Linked DNA regions of Mus musculus: region 2 is linked to region 1. The links are chromatin contacts, called in public promoter capture Hi-C maps. All regions are on one chromosome and are shown on one strand. The core of a region is the stretch at or near the end of the contact, and the rest is flanking DNA. Distances in the headings are between cores, read along the strand shown. Region 1 holds the start of Tubb2b (tubulin, beta 2B class IIB). Region 2 overlaps Pxdc1 (PX domain containing 1).

The links. Promoter capture Hi-C pulls out the DNA fragments that hold promoters and counts their contacts.
Region 2: a contact with region 1 is called in a promoter capture Hi-C map of liver, with 2.8 times the contacts expected there. The contact joins the enhancer-like site here to the promoter of Tubb2b in region 1. A contact is called at or near these places in 5 of 39 promoter capture datasets (the HPC-7 cell line, cranial neural crest, liver and 1 more) and 12 of 115 datasets of contacts at active chromatin or transcription factors (craniofacial prominence, differentiating embryonic stem cells, embryonic basal ganglia and 8 more).

What each region holds. Positions count from the first base shown.
Region 1 is chr13:34,127,713-34,135,335 of GRCm38.p6, reverse strand. Tubb2b (tubulin, beta 2B class IIB) reads left to right here and starts at 4,982. Exons shown (of 4, transcript NM_023716.2): 1 at 4,982-5,159; 2 at 5,982-6,090; 3 at 6,354-6,464; 4 at 6,805-7,623. The coding sequence starts at 5,103. It overlaps Gm36500 (a long non-coding RNA gene), which reads right to left and starts at 4,858. Exons shown (of 3, transcript XR_873221.3): 1 at 3,093-4,858; 2 at 887-1,090.
Region 2 is chr13:34,625,866-34,633,488 of GRCm38.p6, reverse strand. Pxdc1 (PX domain containing 1) reads left to right here. Exons shown (of 5, transcript NM_025831.3): 4 at 3,027-3,138; 5 at 4,601-5,648. The coding sequence ends at 4,718. Among named protein-coding and RNA genes, the nearest start is that of Pxdc1, 23 kb to the left of the region's middle. Within about 2 kb of position 3,583, at least 6 of the 459 cell types and tissues checked have an H3K27ac peak or open chromatin away from gene starts, as enhancers often do. A contact at or near this core is called in liver, where this site is marked.

The DNA of each region.
Region 1 (7,623 bases), core at 3,733-6,232:
TGGGGGGGGGGGGCAAGGTTACATAACATTACTTGGTCTGTGTGAGGATCTCTCATCCCTGAGGTAACCAGTGCCAGTGTTTAGCATTACAACACGTACTTAAATTAAGGAGCAAGGTGTTGCAATGGGACTCAATGCCCTCTTCTGGTGTGTCTGAAGAGAGCAACTGTGCACTGAGGAGCAAGGTGTGCACAACAAAGGCAGATAAGTGTGAGAATTTGTAGACCTACGCCTTCCGGTACAGAATTCAGCACTGCAATACATAACAACAGATCAAAACTCCACAGAATATGCATACCAGACTAAACCTTCTAATATGTTTCCTTTTCAAAAAGCTACTTTAAAAGGAGCAACAAATTCTCTCAGATAGCCTCTAAATGAAAAAAAAAAAATTTCTGGGCCATGGTGGCGCACACCTTTGATCCCAGTACCTGGGTGGCAGAGGCAGGCCGATTTCTGAGTTCGAGGCCAGCCTGGTCTACAGAGTAAGTTTCAGGACAGCCAGAGCTACACAGAGAAACCCTGTCTCGAAAAACCAAAACAATACAAATAAAATAAAATAAAATAAAATTTAAACCATGCTGTGACTATGAGTAGCCACCAATTGGGAAATGAAGGAGAGACTGATTTGCTGAGAGGTTCTGGTGCATGCTCACTAGGGCAAAGAGCAGAGGGGTTAGCGTGTATGTATATTATCATTTTATTTAAGTGACAAGCAAAGTTCTGTGGTACATTTTGGAGAGACCGTGAGCTCTGAAGACACTGCCAAACAGCAGTTGCTCATGGAACAATGTGGGTGGCAGCCTACGGTCACACTGATACTACAGCAATCTGCCTCCTTCACTTAAAATGTCTCCCCCATTCTGTCTTCTGCTGTGTACTCTACCATTTAAAAATGGATCCATTTTCACACTGACGGCTTTCACAGACTGCACCTTACGCAGGCAGGCTGTCTGAGTTCTAGCATGCCTCCGTTTGAGTACTTCTGGTTCTTGTATTCTTCCCAGGACGACTCTGTACTATGGAAATGCAGTTTACTAGGCTGCACTGTGAACAATTCTGTGCTTCTCTGTGCTCCAGGTTGAAGAATCTAAAAAAAAAAAAAACAAAAACAAAAACAAAAAAAAACAAAAAACAAACAAACAAACAAAAAAAAACCCAAACAACTTTGCTAGGGATTGGAGGAGAGGAGGCAGCCCTTGAAAGGATCCGGGTGCCCTGGAAAATCAGGGGTTCCCCTCCTCCTGCTGATTTGCTTGACAAGGAAGACAACCCTCTTTTGTGAAAGGCTTGATGACTGGATGTTGGCTCTTAAAATTCAAATTCATGAGCACTGGCCATGGGAAAACACCCAGCCCCGATGAGAAACAAAGACCAAGGTGCAGGCGCCCGCATGCTTTTGCTGCATTCAAGATGCGAAATTTTCTCTGCAGATCCCAGTCTTTTGTTGCCTAAGTGGCTGATCCCTACAGAACCCCACTGCAGCAGGAGGTCAGGGGGCTCGGAGCCCCCCACCCAAGTAGCGCCTTCATTCTAGAGCTCTGGACAGTGCTGTGCAGCACAATAGCTACTCGTTTCTAAGAGGGAAGGGGAAAAAGGAGAGAATCAGAGGGTGAACCTCCGGCAGGCTGACCGGAGACAGCCCGGGAGCCCTTTCCCAGTGCCCACCCGCGGCTACTATATGTGGCTGCAATCCCTTTCTAGGTCCAATTCTCTGGGCATTTGGCTCTTTTACATAAATGTTAGAATGACAACTTCCCAATATTCCTAAAATTTCTAGCAATGAGAAGGGCGGACAGGGTGGGGGAAGAAATAACCAGGGACCTGCAGCCTTTGCAGTCTTCCTTTCAATTCCTGTTCATTCAGTGGCAAAATGTGTGTTGCCTAGGAAACCGCATACATCTCAGCTGTGGGGGTGGTGAACTGCACTTTAAGTGGTGAATATAGGCTAGCTATGGGCAAAAATCCTGAACTAATGTCCCGTAATTTAAAAAAAAATGGATCAAAATACATTTTTCATTAAGAAAACAACATTTTTTAATTTTACCTCGTATTTATGAAGAAAATCTTCATTTTATCCAACCTCTTCAGTTGCTTAAAACAATGACCCTTTGTGTACAATAAATGCACACTTGGGGGATTTGCCCTTGAAAATAATCTGACGTTTGTAAAAGCACGTATCATTGTGGCTGTTTAGGTCCCTCCCTGTATGAAACAAATGCTTGTTTTGATTTTGCACAGAGACGCTTCTGCACCTGTCTTTTGAAAATTAATGCATCGTTAAAATTAATTGGTACGTAAAGATCATGAAATACATTGCCTTAAATTTTTCAGGTCTGGTGTTGACATAGAGGGAGAGGAATCTAATATTAGGAGGCAAAAACAAAGGCTGGGCACCGATCTGATTTTGCTTCCTAGGAGCTTTTCCTTTGAGTTATAGGAAATAAGCCCCCACTCCTTTTAAGTTCGAAGATGACTGTAAAGCCTTTAGGGAAAGACGAAGCTGTTGTCAATATTTCTCTCTCTCTCTCTCTCTCTCTCTCTCTCTCTCTCTCTCTCTCTCTCTCACGCACACACACACACACACACACACACACACCGCAGCTCTTTGCAAAAATGTAAAATGCGAAGCACCGTAAACCCAGAGACAAGTCCTGTGGGGACAATGAGGTAAAATGCATGAAAGGAAAGCTGATCCCGACCAACAGGCTGGATCCCGGGCCGTTCAGGTTTCAGGGTGATTTCCAGTCACGTTGTTGCAAACTTCTTCCGCTAAGAGAAATCCGAGAGTGAAGGCCTTTTCATGTAGAGAATCATAGAGTTTTTCATCAGCTACCTTGCAAAGATCTGGCTCTGAAACAGAAGCTGAGCGAGGAACCCATTAGGTTAGAGAGGCAGGCTCAGATTACCGGGTTTAGAGTTGAGCCCCCGGGGCGCTGGGATTGCTCCTCAGCTCCTCAGGGGGGACCGCTGCACAGCGGCATCTATAATCGCAGTGCTGGTGACACCTTCTCGGTGTTACTTCCAGGTCAACCGAACACCGCAACAGTCACCCTTCAATGGCCCTTTTGGCTCCGAATGTAGCCACCTACCCTGAAAGCTTGGGCGCCCTTGAGACAGTCGGAGCCCTGTCATTAACTCGCTGTGTGACCTTGGGAAGTATTCTCTCTTCATGCTTCTACATCTGTATTAAGACAGGTGAGAAAATTCAAAATTCAGGGCCTGTGTCCTTGGAACCCTGTTACTGGGCACGTGGGCACACCTTCACTGTTCTTGCCTCTCTCTTCTCAATCCACCCTGAACTGAACACCTGCAACCGTATCTGGCGAACTCTGGCCATAGAGATCCAGTCTGGACACCCTGGCAATCACAGGCGGCAAGGCTTTTGTTCTAGGCTGCTTCTCATGGTACATTAGAATTCAGTTTAAAGCCCGCCCTGCCCCCACACCCCTTGCGGAAAGGAGAGGCGATGACAGCTTCAGATGGTTCTAGCAGGTCCTCCCTCGCTCAACAGCTGCGAGCTCTACCCTATAGTGTGACCCTGAGTCACTTGGGCCTCACTCCTTAGAGAATAAAAGGGGTCACATCACCTCCTAAACCACTAGCCCCGCGTAGGGAAGCAGTGACCTTCAACCTGGGATAGCAGGGAACATACTCTGACACCCTTCTTCTTCTCTCCCTCAGAGCACACAGGTTTATTTCACATACGCTCACAAAGGGATCAGTTTCTTCCTCGAATACCTAGAAAATGCGGGTTTGAAGGGAGAGCTGATGCATCGCGTCTGCGCACGCGCTGATGTGAGTGCGCCTGAGTCTGCGGTGGTCTCTGGCTAGCTCACCGCGCTGCAGTTTTTAGGCGTGTCCCCCTCCTCTCCATCCGCAGCACCAAGGCTGGGACCTCTTAGTCACTGCAAATGAAGGTAAGAATGCTCTAGGCGTCGAAGGTTCTCAGAACCTTCTTTTCTAACAACGGATGAACTAAATACTGGAAGGACAGCGCCTGACTGGCTTTTAAACACTCAGTTGTGGAATACATCCCACGCTTTTGTGAACTCCTTTGTTTCCCTGACAGACCCGCCCCCAGGACTCCACCCTCACTCTGCCGGCAACACAGTTCACACACTGCGGCCTGCCACACCCACCCCATCACTCAGGAGGAACAAAAGCCAATCACAGGGTGAAAGGAGTCTTTGGTATCAGGCAGCGAGCACAGTATTCTTGGAGTGTGCGAGGCAGGGCTAGGCTCAGAGGTCCTTCTACCACTAAATGCTGCTACTATAGCAGAGGAACAAGCATAGTCAATAAAGACAAAGGCAAGTCTAAGATGCTCCAAAGTGTCCAAAGTTATGATCTTTTGGATTTTTCTTTTTTCCAATTACACTCGCTTTCGTAGGATCACTAGTCTTTTCCTAAAGTTGTATGTAATGGGCGTGTGCGCCTGGACAGACATTGACCTCCAGGGATGAAGAATGAGGCACTACTCTCGCCAAGTGCTTTGGCTTGGCGAAGCCTGCTCAGAGTAAGAAGAGGAATTGCTCAAGTAACGCAAATGACCCTAAAGCTCCCTACCAGTGCTCACTCGCAACACCGGACTGCACCTGCTGCACCCACCCATTAGCAGCCCCTTCTCCATCCCCAGCCTATGGTACTAAATCACCCCGCCCCGCCACACTACCGCAGTCTTCACGCTCCCAGTTCCCAGTTCCCCACACTCAGCTTGCCCTTCTCAAGTCCGAGACAATGCTCAGGCCCCAGCTTCTCCCAAGAAGCCCCACTCCTCGCAAGGTCTTCACGCCCGCGCTGATTGGCCACAAGCCCATAGTCCAGCCCCCAAGACCGTCCCTGGGGCTCAGAGCATTACGTCAACCCGGCCTGGAGAGCGCTAGCGAGAACGGGACTGGGGGCTTTGGCTGGGGGGCGCGGTCTTTTTGGTTCGCCCCACCCTCCCTACATAAAAGACCGAACCCACCCGGCCCTCGCCCTCAGCCCGTAGCCCGTCGGTTCCGGAGTAAGTTCCAGGTGGCCCAGCAGTGGGTGTGGAAGGGGAGGATCATCAGACCCACTGACACAGACCCAAGACAGCAAGAAGCTAACCAGGCACCATGCGAGAGATCGTGCACATTCAGGCGGGCCAGTGCGGCAACCAGATCGGTGCCAAGGTGGGTTCACTGCTTAGGGGGTGAGGGAGGGACCCTAACGGAGCTCCCCTCGGGATAGGTGGGGTCCAAAATGAGGCGCGGCTCTAGGTAAATACCAGGACTCACCAACGGCGGACCTGACTTGCGGTTTTGTGCAGTCGGATGGGCGTGGTCTCAGAGGAGACTTTAAAGCAAAGGGGTCTCATTCATTTTTCCTGGAACTATTCGGAATTTGAGCTGCCCCATTTTCTTTCCTCCCTAATAGCCACGAGTGCCTAAAGAAGACGTGGGTGTGTCTGCTAGGCTGTGCATGCCGGTCTTAGGGAGGGGCCGCGACACAGGAGAATTGATTTTACTCGCTTGATCACCAGGCGAGCTGCGGGGGAGGGGAGGAAGAACGATTGCCAGACGGTCACTGAACGTGCTTTGAATTTAAAACATCACCCTACAGCTTCCTCGCTTCACTCTCCCCGCCGGCCCCCTTTTCTCCTTGCCTATAGTCCCAGCGCGTTTGTCTCCAGCTGCCAGTGGTGGCTGTGACTTGCCAACCCAGCTTGGGCTGTTTTTTCACACACACACACACACACACACACACACACACACACACACACACACACACACACACACCCTACCTCCTGCTGAGAGCAGCTGTTCTCATGGGAAACCGCCCAGTTTCAACTTTCTGATCCTCTACAATGCAAGCCCTAAGGCTGTGCCTGGGTCATGCCACTCATTAAAGCTTCGGCAACGTCCTGTTGTCAAAACTGTGGGTGATGGGGGGGCTGCTCATTGAGATTGGGGGTAGGGTTGTGCATAGCTAAATACAGTCTTTTTATGTCACAGTTTTGGGAGGTCATCAGTGATGAGCATGGTATAGACCCCACTGGAAGTTACCATGGAGACAGTGATTTGCAACTGGAAAGAATCAATGTATACTACAATGAAGCAACTGGTAATTACTTTTAACACCCCATCTTCAATTCTGGCATCCCTAAGCTCTGCTCTTATTTGAACCCAGGAGAAGGTGGCTTATTTTAGGATGACCATTTTTGGGGTGGGGTAGCCTCTTCTGTGCCAACCAAACCCTTTGAAAGCTTGGTCATAATAGACCTTTCTTTGTTTGGGGGTACCACCAAACAGGAAGGAGGTGGGACCGAGCCCTACTCTATAGAAGATACTGCCTGGAGGGCTAAGCCAGCTCTTGTTCTTCTGCAGGTAATAAATATGTGCCTAGGGCCATCCTGGTGGACCTGGAGCCAGGCACAATGGACTCAGTCAGGTCTGGACCATTTGGGCAGATCTTCAGGCCGGACAACTTCGTGTTCGGTGAGTATGTGGCATAGCTGAAGACAGAAGAGCACAAGGTGTTAATTATCACTAGCACAAAGGGTGGAGGAGTGTGATAGACAGGGAGCATACATAGCAGTGGCGCCTAAGCCTTATCAGGCTTTGAGGCAATTGCATCTTAGCTTTTTCAAAGGCAGGTGTGCTCTGTTAACTCATTTATAATTGTATTGATAACCAAATAGTTTATTGCTTTATTATTTATTGGCCATTTGATAATAATTTGAAATAGCCTTATCTGAGAGGTGATTCTTTTTTTTTTTTTTTTTAAAGAAGGAATTTTCCCAATCATGGCTGACTTAATCCTCCTTTGCTCTTTCAGGCCAGAGTGGTGCAGGAAATAACTGGGCAAAGGGCCACTACACAGAGGGGGCCGAGCTGGTGGACTCTGTCCTGGACGTGGTGAGGAAGGAGTCAGAAAGCTGTGACTGTCTTCAGGGCTTCCAGCTGACCCACTCACTGGGGGGAGGCACTGGCTCAGGCATGGGGACCCTGCTCATCAGCAAGATCAGAGAGGAGTACCCAGACCGCATCATGAACACCTTCAGCGTCATGCCCTCACCCAAGGTCTCTGACACTGTGGTGGAGCCCTATAATGCCACCCTCTCAGTGCACCAGCTGGTAGAGAACACAGATGAAACCTACTGCATCGATAATGAGGCTCTGTATGACATCTGTTTCCGCACCCTGAAGCTGACCACACCCACCTATGGCGATCTCAACCACCTGGTGTCAGCCACCATGAGTGGAGTGACCACCTGCCTGCGCTTCCCAGGCCAGCTGAACGCAGACCTGCGCAAGCTGGCCGTGAACATGGTGCCATTCCCACGCCTGCACTTCTTCATGCCAGGCTTTGCACCTCTGACCAGCCGGGGCAGCCAGCAGTACCGAGCCCTGACGGTGCCCGAGCTGACCCAGCAGATGTTCGACTCCAAGAACATGATGGCTGCCTGCGACCCTCGCCATGGCCGCTACCTGACCGTGGCCGCCATTTTCCGTGGCCGCATGTCCATGAAGGAGGTGGATGAGCAGATGCTCAACGTGCAGAACAAGAACAGCAGCTACTTCGTGGAGTGGATCCCCAACAACGTCAAGACGGCCGTGTGTGACATCCCTCCTCGTGGCCTCAAGATGTCAGCCA
Region 2 (7,623 bases), core at 2,334-4,833, 500 kb before region 1:
ACCAGCATTTTGACCAATATCCCTCAGTGGCCTGGATCTAGGACTTTGAGAGATTGGAGACCAATATACTTTAGTGTCCTCAGGGCTATACTGGCCTTAGGAACTCTTTGTCATAGACATCTGAGGAGTGACTTGTTCCAAATCTATTCTGGAAAGTCCAGTAAAGATTCCACATCTTTGACTCTGCAGTTCACATTTAGCAAAGATTAGGCATGCAGATAGCTTCAGGAGTTTGTACAGAAGTGTCTTGCATCCCAGGATTCATTCCCGATCCCGGATTCCCATGGTAGCTGGGAGGATAAGACTTGGGCTGTCAGTTAGCAGTGTGAAGGCTGTACTGGGGCTGCCTGTACTTCCTCAGACAGACAGATTTGGGTCACAGTTAATAAGAACAATAAAGAAAGTGGTTCTCTGCTGCCACACCCTCTGAGTGGGGAGGCGAGAGAATCGGAACTTGTGTGGGGTTCAGTGATTTTCAGTCTGACAGCTCACTTCCTGAGCATCTTTCCTTTGCTCTATGTACCCAGAAATGTAGCTGACCCGAGTTCCCAGACTCCTTTCTTATTGGTTTGCTGAGTCCCTCCCCGGTGCTGCACACCACTGGGTGGAGGAGCAGGGAAGAAGGCAGGGGAGGGAGCCAGAGCTGATATCCCATGAGTGTGACTGACTGAGGAAACATGCTGCAAGAGAGCCATGGCATATGCCAGCTCCTTCTCCAGAAGACCCATGACACGTGCTAGCCCCTTCCCCAGGAACCAGACATGCATTTCAGCAAGTCCTTAGCAAACTAATGAAAAAGTGAGAGTGAAGAAGAAACCTATTTTTCTTTATTTCTTTCTGGCTAGTTCCCTAAAAATTCTCTGCCTAAGAACAGAAGTTCTAAGAATGGAACCCCAAATGCCTAGGAAGGTGAAAAATAATCAGGAAGTGATCATTTTCATCACAAAAAAGCAAATTTATATACTCAGGAATAATTACACTGTGGTCCAGTGGGGAGAAGGCTAAGATGATTCTTTAGAGACAAAGGCGTCTGATGTCCAGTAACCCTTAGGATGGGGAGAGATGCTCTTATTGACTGTGTGGGCCTGCGGATGAGGAAAGGCTAAAGTCAAATGTGTCCCTAAGGTGAGGATGCAATCTTGCGGATTAAACATACCCAGAATGTGTGGTAAGTGTTAAGTGTAGGCAAGAGCCTTGCTTAGGAGGACTTCAGAGGTGGTCCTAAGCATGGAGCTCAGCTGCCTGAGAGCCAAGGACTGGAGATGAGTGAGGATCACAGAGAGGGAGAATTCAAGATGGCACCAAGCCTGATGATCTCTCGAGGGAAAGGAGATTCAGTTCCTTCTGAACTGTCAAGGCTATAGTAGGTTAAAAAAGAAGAGAGCCAAGCCACACGAGGTTCTTAAACAGTCAGCTCTCCATGTCTGTGGGTCCAGAGTCTGGATTCAACTAAGTCCAGGCCAAAATACTAGGAAAAGGACTCTGTCTACTGATCATGTGTAGCCCTTTCTCCTCCATCATTATAACAATGACTTAGATATCATTTACATTGCACCAGGTATTATAAGTGATCTAAAGATGACATAAAGCCTAGAGGGAGAATAAGTGGAGATTCTAGAAACACCGCCCCAGTCTGCATTAGATATTTAGACATCATGGGTTTTGATATTCAAAGAGGCTGTCTAACTAAATGGATGCTTGCTTGCCGTGACATTCTCCAATAACAAACTTAAAGGTTTCCCGTAGAGAAGAGTCCCAAGGCCACAAGGCTGCAGTGAAAGCTTCTAGCTTGGTGCCAGCCACCAATCCTCCCCGTCAGCTCTTTCAGCCACAGGAGAGCCCTTGTAAACTAACCGCCAGTGTAGACAAAGGAAGCTGCTTTTGTTTGTTGATTTTTCTAAAGTACCCACATCGGTGCTTACTGGGGGAAAATAGAAATATATATACAGTTTCATGATACAAAGTCAGTGAGCCACTCATTTAAAACACAATCTGATCTCATCCAATGCAATTCTTAGCACCACCCAGGATGCAGATTCTGTCAGCCCTGTCTCAGCCACAGGGTAGAGCTCAGAAAGGGCAGGGAAACGGTGTGATGTCACATGTCACAATGGTGGATAGAGCCTGCCTCAGACTTGTGCCCAGTCCTCCATCTACTTCCCTCCAGCCTCCACTGTAAACCCACAGGCAGGGCACACGTGGAGGTGCTCAGATACCAGAGGATCTTGTTTCAGGGAGAGATACACTGCTCCTGTGGTACTGGTGTCAGCATCTCCATCTTCCTGTCTGAACACTAGAAGGATTCTCTGGGTATCGGGAGAGAGAGCTGGAGACAGTGGGTGATGGGGGAGGGGGAGACTGATATAAACTTCAGCTCTAAAATTTTATTTTATAATTTCATACACATACACACACACACCCTTTCTTTACAAGTTCACCCTCCTATTCTCATGCCTTTTAATTTTATTTTTTTAATGATGCACTATATTTAGAATTGCTATTGTGACCATGGGTAGGAGGTTATTTATTGAACAAGGGCAACTTGACTGTGTCTACACTGTCGAGAAATGTTACTTGCCCTTTCATGGCCCCCATAGCTCCCCAGGAAAAGGTGGGACCTTATAAGCCCATCTTCTGTCCACGACAGACTGTCACTGGGCCCAGTCTTGTGCAGAAGACAGTGTTGCTGTGAGCTCTTGGGTACAGCCGCTATGTCAAGTCCAGAAGACGGCAATTCACAGTCCTCCTCCCCACCCTCCACCTCTTACATTCTTTCTGCCCCTTCTTCCACAATGTCCCCTGAACCTCAGAGGGGGTGATTGTAGATGTCCTGTGTAGACCTGAGCCTGTAGCAGTCACTACTCCTCAGCACTCTGATCAGTTATGAGTTTGCATTGGTAACTGTGCACCGCACAGGGAAACATCGCTTACCCAGGCTGAGAGCTGTCGATCGATGATAAATCCTGAAACTTTAACCTCAAACACTGACCTCTCCTGAGTACTTACCTCATGGCTTTGGTTTTCAGAAATCATGAGGTCCAATGGATTTTGTTTGGCAAACACAGAGACCATAGTCATTGACCACAGCATACCCAACGGGAAGGACCAGCTCCTGGATGCGGATTCCACAGAGCATTTGTGAGTGCACGTCCTCTAATGCGTTTTCCTACAAGGGGTCGAAAGCTGGTGGTATGTGCAATGCTCTACAGCAGTGGTTCCCAAGCTTGTCAGTTCTGCAACCCTTCAATACAGTTCTTCATGTTTAATACAGCTCCTCGTGACTCCAACCAGAATATTATTTTCATTGCTAATTCATAACTACAATTTTGCTACTATTATGTAGGATATCTGATATGCGACCCCTATGAAAGAATCATTTGACCTCCAAAGGGGTCGTGAGCCACAGGTTGAGAACAGCAGCAGGCCCTGCCAGTTTGGGTGTTTTAAATGTTCATGCCATCGTCTGGCGAGAGTTTGGTTAATTGATCTAGGGGAGGAAGAGTCACCCAATCACTAGATGTGAGGGGCATTCAGAAGTTGCAAAACTCCAGGAGATAGTTTGTGTTGGCTCTGAGGTGTAAAACACTGTACTCTGGTCCAGGATCCAGAATCCAGATGCTTCTAGACTTCCTGGACCGGGACTGGGACACATATGTTTGTCTCACAAGTTGATGGGTGACCAGTTAGAACCCTAGTCTGTGATGACTCAGGAGCTTTGACTACTGATGGCTGGACAGCCAAAGGCCACTCATTGTGGCCTGCATTCTACCCTCCTCTGCAATGGAACTTCTGGCTAGACTGTGCTGGAGAGTGCCTGCCAGTTGGGAGGTCTGGCTTTGTTGCTAGGTGTTCCTGGGGACAGAACGGGGTCCCTGGGTATGTTGTGGAGGCAAGCAGACCTAGGCCCTGTAGCAGCTGGTGATGTGAAAAGGTCTCCATCTGACTCCTCTACCATGACAGTCTCTGGCCAGCTCCATCTCACACAAAGCCGAAGGGCTTTCCTTCCCTTAACACTCATTCAGTGTGCACCAGCGTGCTATCCCTGCCAGCCAGAGGTCCCCAAGAAACCACAACTTTCATCCTTCAGAGCCCAAGTCATCCTGGGTCAAACTAGGCTTGGCCACTAGGTAGAGCCTGCCTCCAGGACCATAGGGAGGTAGAGCCTGCCTCCATGACCATAGGGAGCCTCCTGTAGTGTCCCTCCCTGGCTCCTTGCAAGCTCCTGGGACCACATCACCTATACCCGCCTGTCCACTGTTAATCTTTGAGCTGACACAGAACGGGAGCCAGAATATCACTGTGAATAAAGAAAGCATAAAGGCCCCACTACCTTACAGATGCAGAAAGTAATCGCCAAGTCAGCAAAGCTCAAAAGCGCTGCCTGGGCGGTACCACCCATTTAAACTAGTTTGTGTGTTCATGGTTCTTCCCACGTGTCTGCTGCGAGCCTGGAAAGGACCTTATCTCCTTAATGTCCCTTGTCCCCTTCCATAGAACCTGGAGCCCTCAGTATCTTGGCACTGCCCTGGCTGCCTCTTGTCCTCTCTTTCTTCTCGCTAGGGTCCCATACAGTGGCCTTCACCTCTGTCGTCTCTTTCAGGTTTGAGAATGGTGGTGAGTTCACCTCAGAGCTGGAAGATGGTGACGACCCAGAGGCTTATGTCACCAACTTGTCCTATTACCATTTGGTTCCGTTTGAGACGGACATTTTGGACTGAGCCTCTCCATCGGGCCTTCTCTGCCTCCAACCTCGACTGCATGTCCTCATGCTGTCTACTGTGCTCCTCCAAGGGCCAAAGCTACTGCTCAGCCTGGACCTCCTAGGGTCCTGAGGTTCAGCAGGCCTGGGTATTTAGAAAGCAGAGGCACACGGGATCCCGATGACCATAGGCAGCACCGAGGGGCCTTCTTCCTGCTCTCAGCCCCTCCAGCCCGCCTCTTCTGGGATGCCAGGCCATGCTTCTTCTTGTCTCACTGCCGACTTAGGGAACATTCCTCTTGGTCACATGGCCCTGACTCCCCACTTTTCTCTTGTGTGTCAAAGGCACACACAAAGTATTTCAAGAGGATTTTTGCTAAGTTACCAAGTTCTGGACCTCGTGGACGGGGGATATTAAGTGATTCAGGACCTCCCTAAGAAGGATGTGTGGCTCTTTTTTTTTTCTTTACATCTGCTCCCTGGAATCTGGGTTTGGGATGAGCCGGAAGGAGCGTTTACACAACATCAAGCCTGGAGAAGATTGCTAGCTTCGGCGAGGGGAAAGCATTCATGGTCCTGTGCATATGAACCTGATATAAAGTTTTCTTCCAGGGAAGAGAGCGTCCTCCTCACTGCCAGCACCTGTCAGCTCTTCTGCCAGGCGGTGATGCGGTCACCACTGCCTAGGGTGCTCGAAGTCCTTCCCCTGCTGACCTCAATGGCACAAGTGCCAGGATGGATCAGAAAGGAAGGGATGGGAAGGAAGGAAGGGATGCTTACAGCTTAGACCACAGAAGGTCTGGGTCCTGCAAGCTCATGTCCTCACTGTGTCTACTAACGACCAGCACTTGCTAATGTAAATAATAGTAAATTATTGAGAATTCTAATTCTTTTACACAGTCTGTTTTTAATCTATTTTAATTAAATAAAAATCTATTGTTCTACTTTGATCTAGAGAGGATGTTTGTGTAAAAAAATATGTGGTTCATTTTATCCCCTGCCTAGGGATGAGAAAGGTAGATGATGACTCTCAACCCCAGCCCCACCCCACCTCCATCCTGAGACCCGACTTTAGCACTCTTCCTGACACACTAGTATTTAGGAAATGTGTTCTCACCCCAGGGGGCGAACTATTCAAACCAGATAATAGGGTTTCTTTCATTTGGACTCTGGGGTTTCCCCTTCTCTGAGTCCTCTTTGGCAGTCACAGGAAGTGTCTCTGGTGACATAGAGTTACAATACAAAGAGTATTTCCGTGGATTTTGCCTTCCAGCTGTGTGTCCAACTTAATGCATCCTGCTTTTCATATATGCTCCTGAAGGACTGACTGGGGTCCACCAGTAATCTTTGTTGTCTTACCAAATTAAAATCAGTGCAAAGGTAGTTTCCCTTAGCAGTTAACATTGAAGCCAATGTTTTGTGGTCACCCATGCCTTCAATCCCAGCAATAGAAAGGCAGAGACTGGGGTGGGGGTGGGGTGGCTTTTGAGTCCAAAGACCAGCCTAGTCTACACAGTGAGACTCTGTCTCAAAAACAAATGAAAACAAAAGCAAAACCAACCAAAGGAGCCAGTGTGTTCAGTTAATTCCAATCTATGTGTCGATGCTCAGTTGGATGGGTCTTTTCCATTGATCACATTGATCACATTCTATAGACATGCTTCTCAAACCAGCATTTGGCCAGTGGCCTTTTCTTCTCTGTTCAAACTGTTGGCTCAAGCTGGTTCTCTGTCACACAGTGAGCTTAGTTCCCCAGACTCTTTCAGGGTTTCCCTGAGGAAGTGTCTTTTTTTTTTTTTTTTTTAGAAATGTACAATGAGGCCTCTAAAATACAGGTCAAATATCTTTGTGGTGTTTATCCTACCAAATAGCCCACTCTCTGTCTTTCTGTGGAAAACTGTGCATTTCAAGACCAGTTCTTTAGGTTTCCACATTGCAAAGAATCATAGAAGGTAGGGGATGGGTTGGGGGGCTGTTGAAGCTCACTTGCTTTGTACAATACTTAACACACTTAACCTATCATGTACAAAGCCCTGGGTACAGTCCCCAGCAACACATAAAGCTAAGCATGGTAGCATATGGTAGGTTTTTAGTCTCCACTCTTGTTTAAAAGAAGTAAGAGAATCAATTCAAAGCCATTTTTGGAACTGTATGGAATTTAATGGCATCTCATGATTCATGAGACTGTCTCAACTCTCCTTTATCACCCCCACCCTAGAAAAAGAAAGTCTGAAATGTAAGTGAATATTTCTTTGATTGATTTTTTTTTTTGAGTCAAGTTCTGGCTGGCATGGGTTCAAAGTCCTTCTCCCTCATACTCCTGAGTTCTGGGATTGCAGATGGATGGATATTCCTTACAGTGTGATGGCATGGTAACTGACACTCATCAGGGATATAGGATGACAGATGTGGTGGGTACAGAGCTTGTCAACACACACAGGAAGCCACTGCTGCTGTTTAGACTAGTATACTACTATTACTCAATCAATACAGAGAAAAAGTCTGACGTCTTTGGTGAAAAAAATCCCAACTGTGAATATGGGCCCAAAACAAGGACAAGAAACTTGACCAAGTAAAATTTAATTTGCAGTCTCTAGATGGTCAGTTCTGAGAATGACCAAGGGGCAGGTTCAAGTGTGAGATACATACTCCTGTCATCACCATCCTCCAGAGACCTGCTTCTCCCTTTGCTTCGTGGGTGACCACGTTCCTCCCACTGTACTGGCAGCCAAGGGGCCATGCTGACCTAAGCCTTCTCCTTTGTTACTCGAATTGTGTGCTAGCTGCTCTTCTGGGTTTTCATTCACCGTGGACAAGCATTTACTAAGCAGTGTGTGATTCAAGATCTTTTGGCCAGTAAGATCATTTAGGTCAACTAAGTTGGAAAAGAACCTTTTTCTCCTATGAGGCTTATATAAAGTAAA